2 separate regions of the Zea mays genome follow, and region 2 is linked to region 1. Evidence: chromatin contacts called from public Hi-C data. All regions are on one chromosome and are shown on one strand. The core of a region is the stretch at or near the end of the contact, and the rest is flanking DNA. Distances in the headings are between cores, read along the strand shown. Region 1 has its middle 29 kb from the start of LOC103636474. Region 2 holds the start of LOC100193897 (Ras association and pleckstrin y domain 1).

What was found. Hi-C and Micro-C count contacts between places; a contact is called where the count stands out from the background.
Region 2: a Hi-C map of leaf shows a contact between it and region 1, with 5 times the contacts expected there. The contact joins the promoter of LOC100193897 here to the enhancer-like site in region 1. A contact is called at or near these places in 2 of 25 Hi-C or Micro-C datasets (leaf and tassel).

What each region holds. Positions count from the first base shown.
Region 1 is chr8:173,879,634-173,884,450 of Zm-B73-REFERENCE-NAM-5.0, forward strand. No RefSeq gene overlaps it. Among protein-coding and RNA genes, the nearest start is that of LOC103636474, 29 kb to the right of the region's middle. Within about 2 kb of position 3,133, at least 18 of the 20 cell types and tissues checked have an H3K27ac peak or open chromatin away from gene starts, as enhancers often do. A contact at or near this core is called in leaf and tassel, where this site is marked.
Region 2 is chr8:173,980,014-173,984,659 of Zm-B73-REFERENCE-NAM-5.0, forward strand. LOC100193897 (Ras association and pleckstrin y domain 1) reads right to left here and starts at 2,902. Exons shown (of 1, transcript NM_001138972.1): 1 at 1,523-2,902. The coding sequence starts at 2,853. The coding sequence ends at 1,870. LOC100279596 (MYB-type transcription factor) reads left to right here and starts at 3,686. Exons shown (of 2, transcript NM_001317832.1): 1 at 3,686-4,283; 2 at 4,426-4,646. The coding sequence starts at 3,856.

The DNA.
Region 1 (4,817 bases), core at 1,883-4,382:
CAAAGCTAGGCTCGGGCGAGGCATGATCGAGTCGCTCGAATGGACTGGTCCCTGACTTAATCGCACCCATCAGGCCTTTGCAGCTTTATGCTGATGGGGGTTACCAGCTGAGAATTAGGAGTCTTGAGGGTACCCCAAATTATGGTCCCCGACAAGTTGATTTGGAGGCTTAGAGAGGATTCAATCTATTTGATGTGTCTTGGAGTGGAGTGTTTTGCTCTTGTATTGAATAAGATGTTTGGAATGTTTGGATGGTTATGAATGAGGTGGTTGGGGGTATTTATAGCCCCCAACCACTTGCATAGCCGTTGGTGAAGGCTGCTGGCGATGGGCGCACCGGATAGTCCGGTGCGCCACCGGACAGCCACTGTGCACTGTCTGGTGCGCGTCACGTCAGCGCAACCGTTAGGGTTCGGAGCTAGTCGATCGTTGGAGCCTTTGTCGTCTTGCTGCACCGGACAGTCCGGTGCCCCTCTGACTTCGCTGCTCTGGCTTCTGTGCGGCACTGTGCTGCACTGTTCACTTGACAGAGCCGACCATTGGCGCAGAGAGTCGTTGCTCCGCTGACGCACCGCACAGTCCGGTGGCACACCAGACAATCCGGTGAATTATAGTCCCGAGAGTGGCTGGTTTGGAGTTGTACGGCCTGGTGATGGTAAAACTGGATGTCTTACCATGGGGTAAAGCCACGCATGCTTGCAGCCATTTGGTTGTCTTGTATTCTTTATTACGGACGACGCGGGCTGCGTGGGTTCGAGCGCCATCATTTGGGCTATACCGACCCCTGGCCTTCGTAGCCCTGGGCTTGGTGAGGCTCGTCGTGTTGCGCCCTGCTAGACCTGCGCACTCAGGCCTAGTCCGGATAGGTCATGAGTGTGTAGTGGGTGGGGTACTTGCGGGCCATAAATGCGCTGCAGTCCGAGGGGCTCGTACGTCATGAGTGCTCTTTACCCCCAAAGGTTTGTAGATCATGAGTGGGATGCAGAACGATGTCTCTACTGTGGCTCGGTACCAAGCACGATTAATGCTGTCGGTCATTTATGAAAGGTTGGTTTTGGGCCAGGCGCGGGGTCCACTCAAGTGGTTTCCCTCCAACACGCCTGACCCTTGTCCGTTTCGCCACGACTGACTTCGAGTTCGGTGTCGCGGGGTTCATCCAAGGACGTGTTCTTCTAGGCTGGACATTACCTGTCACCTCCGATCGACCATCGGGCCCAGTTGGTAGAAGCCATTTCCCCGGTGTGCTCGCTGGTCGATGGGCTCTAGGGACCGGGGATCATATCCCCCATAGCTAGGATAGTCCATTGCTGCTACATGTCTCAAGAGAGACCTCGTTGACGTGAGTTGTGTATGTGCTCCTAACGATACTTCTTTGGTAACATATCTTGTGCATCGCGTACATCATTGAAGACACTATGAGCCTACTTGTTTCAGCTTTTTCTGACGAGCTTTTCTAAGGATCTAACTGTGGGATGAATCTGAGTATTGTTGCTTTTCTAAGGATCTAACTGTGGGATGAATCTGAGTATTGTGGGAATTACGTGTGGAGGAAGATGAAGTGGTCTATAGGGTTTCGAATCTATTTGAATGTTTTTTGAAAAATGTGGTAAAATATTAGACGTTCAGCCGTCCACAACAGTTTCTAATAACTAGAAGCTGGAAATAAGCTGAACATCATCTATGTTCGAGTGTGAATTTATTTTAGACTTTTTTTTGAAATGAAAGTATTGTAGGAAGGTCCTACAATTTATTCTAGACGTTGGTTGATGTAAAAGTTAGCTCAGCCAACAGTAAGTGAACTAGCTTCTTATCGATGTGCTAACATAATTAAATGTTACTAATATTTTGTATGTATCGTGTAATTCATGTTCATCGTTGAAGATATTAGATACAACTATATATTATACGTTGATCAATCTGAAAACCGATTAGACTATGAATGGGGCGATGTATATTTTCAGTATAGATGTCCCAACAGTGCGGGCCGCCCGTTTGGCCCGTGGCACGACACGAATTTAGCCCCGTCCAAACACGGCCCGACACGGTCGGTTACGGGCCCGGACCGGCACGGCCCGTTTAGCGGGCCAGGTATGGGCAGATACGGCGGTCCGCGTGCTTTGGCCTGGCCCGGCCCGATAAATGGGTCGGCCCGACGGCGGTCCGCATATTTATGTAAATACTAAATATATAAATACATTTAATTCTCTCATAATATGTAAATACTAAATACGCGCCCAAACATATATAAAATGCATACATGAATATAAAATGCATACATAAATATTTTTGTTGCCTTAATATATGTAAATAATATTTATTATATATGATTAATTCTGTTAAATGTATATATTTATATACCGCTCTACTGTTGGTTCGGGCCAGTGGCCGGCCCGGTACGTTGAGGCCCACCGGGCCAATGGGTTGGCCCCGCACGATTTTTCCCTGTGCGTGCCGGGTTTAGGCATGTCCCTAGGCACGTAGGCCAGCCCGACCCGACCCGAAGCATCAACGGGCCGTGCCGGGTCGAAACGGGTTCGAGCCGGGTCCGTGCCGGGTGGCCTGTTTGGACATCTATAATTTTCAGCGATGGACTGATTTTGTGTTCGCTGTGAATTAAAACCAGTTATTTAATCTGCTGCAGCTACAATCCACATAGACAAAATCTATAAAAATAAATAAGTCTTTTCGGATTAAAACCAAACCAAACGGACAACTTTGGTGTTTTATTGCGCCACCGTGTGGTTGTGCGTCAAGCCGTCAACCACGTGCTCCTCACTGTGGCGACGTCCCGTTAAGCGCCATCTGAATATATCTGGGTTCGTAAATCGTAACGTTAGAAAAGAAAAGAAAAAAATGATAGGGAATGTGAAATCACGGTAGTCCTCAGCAGGATCGTCATTTCGTCAAGTAATAAAGAGATAAAATCGGATTTCATGATCATGCGTAATTAAAAAAGGGAAAGGGACAGTGTGGCAAAAAAAATTTCCTGGATTGCTATGGATCCAAACCTCCTAGATTCCATGGGTTGGCCGTTAGGAGGCCTGTCGGTCGTGGCCAACTGGCCATTAACATCCACGAGCTAGTGGGTACCTAAGGCACGTACGTATTGACGTTTTCTTTCGTTCATGGGCTGGGCCAGCATCAGCAAGAGAACAGACTCGCTACCCGATGGTTGATGGGCTAGAAGAGTGACCGTCCTAGGCTGCAATATCGTCAACGTTGACATTAATTTGCGTGCCAGACTGCTGTGCAATGAAGCTTTGTTATTAGCAATGATTTTTTTAATCTTTAATCCTTTTTAAACTACTTTTAAAAATAATATAAGTGTATTATTTCTTAGAACTAATCTATATGACGGCACTGGTCTCCCTACCATAACCAAATCGAACAATTGTACTGACGCATTTAGGTGCCGTATGGTTCACATATTTGTGACGTAATGGGTAACAGATAACGTTAAATCATGTTTGTTTTAGTCCAATCGTAATCAGATACCACACTAAAATTTGATATCAGTCTATTTAAATTTGTTACCGCCAGTAATCGAACGTAAATTATTACTATTATCATTTGTGTTATATTTTTTGAACCAAACAGCACTTTAGTGTGGTTGGCCAACATGACAGGCTAGCCGCACACTAACAAATGACGTGGCACTCCTCATATCGGCCGTGCGTCACACGTGGAACTGTGGAAGGTAGTCTGCTGAATTCCAGAGACATCCGGAGAAGAGCGATGGCGTTGTTTTCTTGTCGTTGCTACCAAATCGAACGGCTGAGAACAGGTAAGATGAAGTGGACGTCCGGTTTTGCGCATTTGCTCCCTGCTTTAATATGGGGTCCATGTGGATGCAACACTAGTAAATATGGTATTGGACATTTGGACAGTCAATTGATTTAGGAACCACTTAATCCTTCTCCAATGGTAGTCGGTGAATCAATGTGATGTTCAATAGGCATTGCTAACAATGACTTTGATGTGGGTTCATATGAGTAGAATGAGTAGAAGGAATAGGAGGAGGAAATGATCTCTGGTGATGATAGCAATTATTTAGATGGCTTTAAAGAGTATGACAGTGATTATGGAGAGGGTACGTCATGATTTATTTTTAATTAGAATGATGTAAAAGTATTTTTAAAATATTATCTTTTTATTGATGATGTATTTGGGGATATTGAGATCATACTTCAATTTTGTTTCGGTTATTTTATTGCTCGTAGTTATGCTTATTATTCATTTAAATTGTTGTTTGCATTATATCAAACCTTAGTATATGCAAAGAGGATTTGACATTTTATGAGTACATAGAAAGATGGGAATATGAAAAACCATCACATAAGTCATGTTGTACCACATGTATAGATTCTATTTAGTCGTCTTTAGATAGTAGGAGTTTTACTTTATATAGATTGCTTTATTATGTATAGGTTTCAAAACAAAACATTTCCTCAAATAACATGCAATAAACTAGTCATGTGATCAATATAGAGTGTATAAAACAATAATTTACATATATAATGGGTGTGGATTCAAGCGATGAAACACTAGTTGTGAGGGAAAAGATCCTCGGGCCTCTGGGGCCCACTAGTTAGAGAGAACACATGGAGGAGGACCTCCGACTACCTAGGACCACCTGTCTGTCAGCAAGGGAATAGGGGAACCGACTACCTTAAAGTACCCACACCCGAATAAACCTCGAGGCACCGAGCCCGAAGTCGGGAGTGACAGAGTTATAGAGGAGGACCAAGCGAACCAAAAGGAAAACCACTCGAGTAGAATTCTCGCCTGGACCGAGACTCACCCGCTAAAAATGGCCA
Region 2 (4,646 bases), core at 1,652-4,151, 100 kb after region 1:
TGACTTTTTTTGAAAACTTTGACCACTCATCTTATTCAAAAATGTAAAATTTGAAGTCAAGCACAAACTACCTTAAGTGATAAAACAAATCACAACAAAATAAATGATAAATCATTATTTTTTTAATAAGACGAGTGGTCAAAGTTTTTAAAGAAGTCAACGGCGTCATATATTTATGAACGGAGGAAGTATCTGATTTCCCATTGATTAAACCATGTGTTGTTTCTTAACAGTGACATATTTTTCTAGTAACCTCAGCCATTTCTGTGATTCAGATCAAAGAAATAACCTGTGGCGTCTCCCAGATATATAGGTCTGTTTGGCAGAGCTGGCGATCCAAGAAATTTGTGGATCGCAGATTCTTGAGCTGGGTATTCCTAGCTCCAGAAATCTGAGAATCTGGAGCTGTTGGTACTGTGTTGTTTGGCCTAACCGTTTCCTTATTCTAGATATCTTCTTCATTTTAGCATATAGACTCCAGATCTGAGAGCTCAGAGCTGGGGATGTACCACATAGGAAGGTAAAATTCTGAAAAGACAAAACTAACACCATAACAACCATAATGACACCATAGACAAATATGTCCATCAAATGAACGCAAATTAGCTTCCCGTTTTATTTAATTACACATACTAACTGAGAAGTTAAAGAATCATCATTAGCTCAAATACCATGACCAGTAAGTAGTGTTAAAGTTTACCATGTTGTATCACTCAAAGAAAATAATAAATGGGAAACATATACAGGGTCCAAGGCTGGCCCAGAAACATTACAACTACAACACCACTGTCTACAAGCATTGATGCATACTGAGTTGAGTGGTAGCATAGCGAGTACCTAGTTCCTTATGTCTAAATGCTTGTTTAAAAACACACAGAAAACAGTATACATATAAGAATGATCATTGAAAAAACTTTTTTTCTCTTATACACGCCACCAACTATTTTGAGCAGAAGTGTATGAGGATCCTTTGGAAAATTTGCAGCACTAAGCTGTGAAACTTGCAATGTGAAAACTAAAAAGGTCATCCAGCAAGTATAGAACAATGACCTACTAATTTGTTTTAGTTCCAAACAGTGTCAGTGAAGCTTATTAATGCATACTGCGTAGTTATTTGGAGGGGGGTTAAAATTAACTGAAAAGAACATAAGAGAACTCCTAAATAATGCACAGGTATGTGCTTAGAAGATCTATGAAACAAAAAACAACATATGCTTTCCTGTTATTAAATAAAAAAAATCCTTGTAGCTTATGCTTAGTCTCTAAAAAGATTTGAACAATACGCCTATAACGTAGGACCAAGTTTTCCCAAATTGTACTTCCAGTTAACATGTACCAGCTCATTTCCTGGTTGCCGAAACACACAAAATAATAAATAAGCTCATAGGAGTCATAACCAGTCGTAGTTTGCTGTACCGACAAATGTTTATATCCAACTTTCAATTTACTGCAAAGTGTTGCCCTTGACGAGTATGCAATAATTTCAACACACCAAATAAACTGAAAACAGCGCAATACAATTGCTGGAAAAGATAACACCCATCATCATTCATCAAGACAACAAGACACAAGTACACCATCAAAGCAAGCCATGAGATATTTATGTTACACACCAAATCTGTCATCATAAAACATTGTACTACCTCCGTTCTCGAATATTTGTCGCCCGCTAGTTCATTTTTGAACTAAACAGCGACAAATAAACAAGAACCGAAGGAGTAGTTTATAGGTATCAGAATAATTCACAACATCACAAATATATATACATACATGGGGAAAGCCATAGACTAACACTGGATTTATTCCCACATAGGCATGGAAGAAGAATCAACTCACAGCGCTTTCTTCCACACTCACACAAACTTCGGTTCAATAGTCGCCACGATACTCGCTGTAATCATCCCTCCCAGCAGGTACCACCTTCTCTTCCACCCGTTCTGCACCCTTATCCTCCTTGTACTTCACCGCTTCATCAATTGCTAGACCCCCGAGGGCTCCAGCCACAGCACCCACCGCAAGCCCAGTGCCTGCTCCATACCTTCCGTTCCCACTGCCACTACCAGCGGCCCCAGTCCTCCCTCTCTGCTCATATTGCCTGTTGTAGTCCACCGGTGCAGAGGGCCCTCCGGTGTACTCATACGGATGTGGTGGAGGTGCAGGTGCAGAGTAGTATCCACTAGGGCGATAGTACTGGTCAGATCCGTACTGAGGCGGGGCCGAGTAGGCGGGAGGAGGCGGTGGAAAGTAGTACGGGGAGCTGGAAGGCGGAGGGTATTGCGGCTCCGGAGGCGGCGGCGAGCGCTCGCGGATGGCGACGCGGATCCGGATCTTCCCCTGTGGGCGGCCGGAAGGGCGGAGGAGTGGCAGGCTGACGAGAGCGGAGGCTGCGGGATCGTGGCTAGGGTTAGGGTTTGCGGGGAAGAGGAGGTCGCGGAGAGGAGAGCGGGCGGATCCGACGAGCGGCTTGGGCGAATCGGAGGGCTTAGAGTGGAAAACGTCGAGGGACAGGAGGATGGAGGGGTCGTGCGGGGAGAGGTGGGGCGGAAGCGGGAGGACGAGGCGCTCGTTCCAGGTTGGTTTGCACCCGCCGCCGTCGTCGGGGCGGGTAGCGGCGCGGCGGGAGGGGTCAAGGTACACCACGACGTAGGCACGGAGGTCGCCACGGCGCCAGTTGACATTCTTCAGGTGCTTCCCGCAGACGACGGTAACCTCAAGGTCGAGCGCCTTTGGCAGCGCCGTTGACGGCGGCGGTGGCGGCATCGAAGGCGGTAGGGATTGGAATTGGTGGTGAACATTCGGAGGAGGTGGGTGCTGGTGCGGGTGGAGGGGCGAGGAAGGGGATGGGGAAGCCATGGCGCGGCGGCGCGGTGGTGGGTGGCAGTATTTTTTTTCTGGCACTCGCAGAGTTGCAGTGGCAGGCAGCTGGGGCGGCCGGGTGGGTGATGAGGCCGTGAGGGCGAGTGGACAACGGGGTTCAGCTTTTTCTGACCAGCTTTTCCGAGAATTTAGCTGTGGGAAGAATCTAAGTATCATTAGGATTACGTGTGGAGAAAGATAAAATTATCCATAAGACTCAGAATCTATAAAGTGACAGATTACTACTATTGCGACGACTCAACCGATTATATGTTTATGTTGATTTTGAATAGTTTTTACCCAAACGAATTTTATAGAAGCTGACTGAAAAGCTGAGTGTTTGGCTGTTCACGGCAGCTTCTCGTGACCAGAAGCTGCGAAAAGCCGAAACAAAACGGGGCCAACGATTGATGAAGCAACTGTGCCGCGTCCGCGTCCCGTCATAAATATCTGCTACAAGCCCACAATCACGAACATTTCGGAGCAGGACCCATTTCTCAGGCCCAGTACTTTTCTAGGGGCAGGCATCGTTGTTCAGTTTCTTCTCCATTATGGTTGATGATTGTTGAACTGAAAGACTTTGTAGGTTCTTTTAAATTAGATGGAGAAATACAGCAAATCCCAAGATGCTGTATTTGAAAGTAACGCCCATTACAATGCTACGGCACAATAAATGAATGAAATTGTTGGTGCAGCCGACCGAGAGCAAGGCGGGGCTGTGCAGCGTGACCGGAGGCCGTCTATCAGTGAACAGATAAACAGAGAAAGCGGCCACGGTTGAGAGTTGAGAGGCCACGAACCCCACCAAGATTCCACAAAACTCCATCACCAGATCCAGAACCCACTTCCACTTCCTCTCTCGTGTTTTCATTTTAGGCCAGAATAAACTCCAGCCACTTCGGCATGCGCCGGGAATTTGATTCTTCTGCCTAAAATAGTCACGCTACCTTCCACCTCCCCCTACTACTCTGACTCTCCCTCGTCTTCTTCGCTACCAAGATGATGGCGGAGGCGTGGACGCCGGTGCTGTTGCCGGCGACGGCGCCCTGCTTCTGGCAGCAGGACACGCACTCGGTTTTGTGGCGGAGAGGAGACGCGTGGACGGCGGAGGAGAACAAGCTGTTCGAGAAGGCGCTGGCGCAGATCGACCGGAACGCGCCGGACAGGTGGGAGAAGGTGGCGGCGGTGCTGCCCTGGAAGACGGTCGACGACGTGAGGAGCCACTACCACGCCCTCGAGAAGGACGTGGGCGTCATCGAGGCCGGCGGGCTCGTGCCGTTCCCGCGCTACAGCGGCTCGGTCCCGCCGCCGTCCGGGTTCGCCCTCGAGGACTGGGGCGGCGGCGACCGCGGGTTCAGGCGCGCGCGCGGCTCGGAGGAGATGCAGGAGCGGAAGAAGGGTGTCCCCTGGACGGAGGAGGAGCACAAGTAAGTAGGCAACAGTCCCACCAGCACCCCGTCGCCGCCGTGCTGGGACGACGACGGGGTCGGGTCGGGGTCGATGGATGGGTCGGGTCCGCTCGCCTTCTTTTCCCGCTGAAAATGGCGAGTTTGGTTTCGTCTCTCACAGGCTTTTCTTGATGGGGCTGAGGAAGTACGGGAGAGGGGACTGGAGGAACATCTCGCGCAAGTACGTGACGACCCGGACGCCGACGCAGGTGGCCAGCCACGCGCAGAAGTACTTCATCCGGCTCAGCTCCGGCGGCAAGGACAAGCGGCGGTCCAGCATCCACGACATCACCACCGTCAACCTCCCAGGCGACGCCCCGCGCTCGTCGCCGCCCGCGGCCA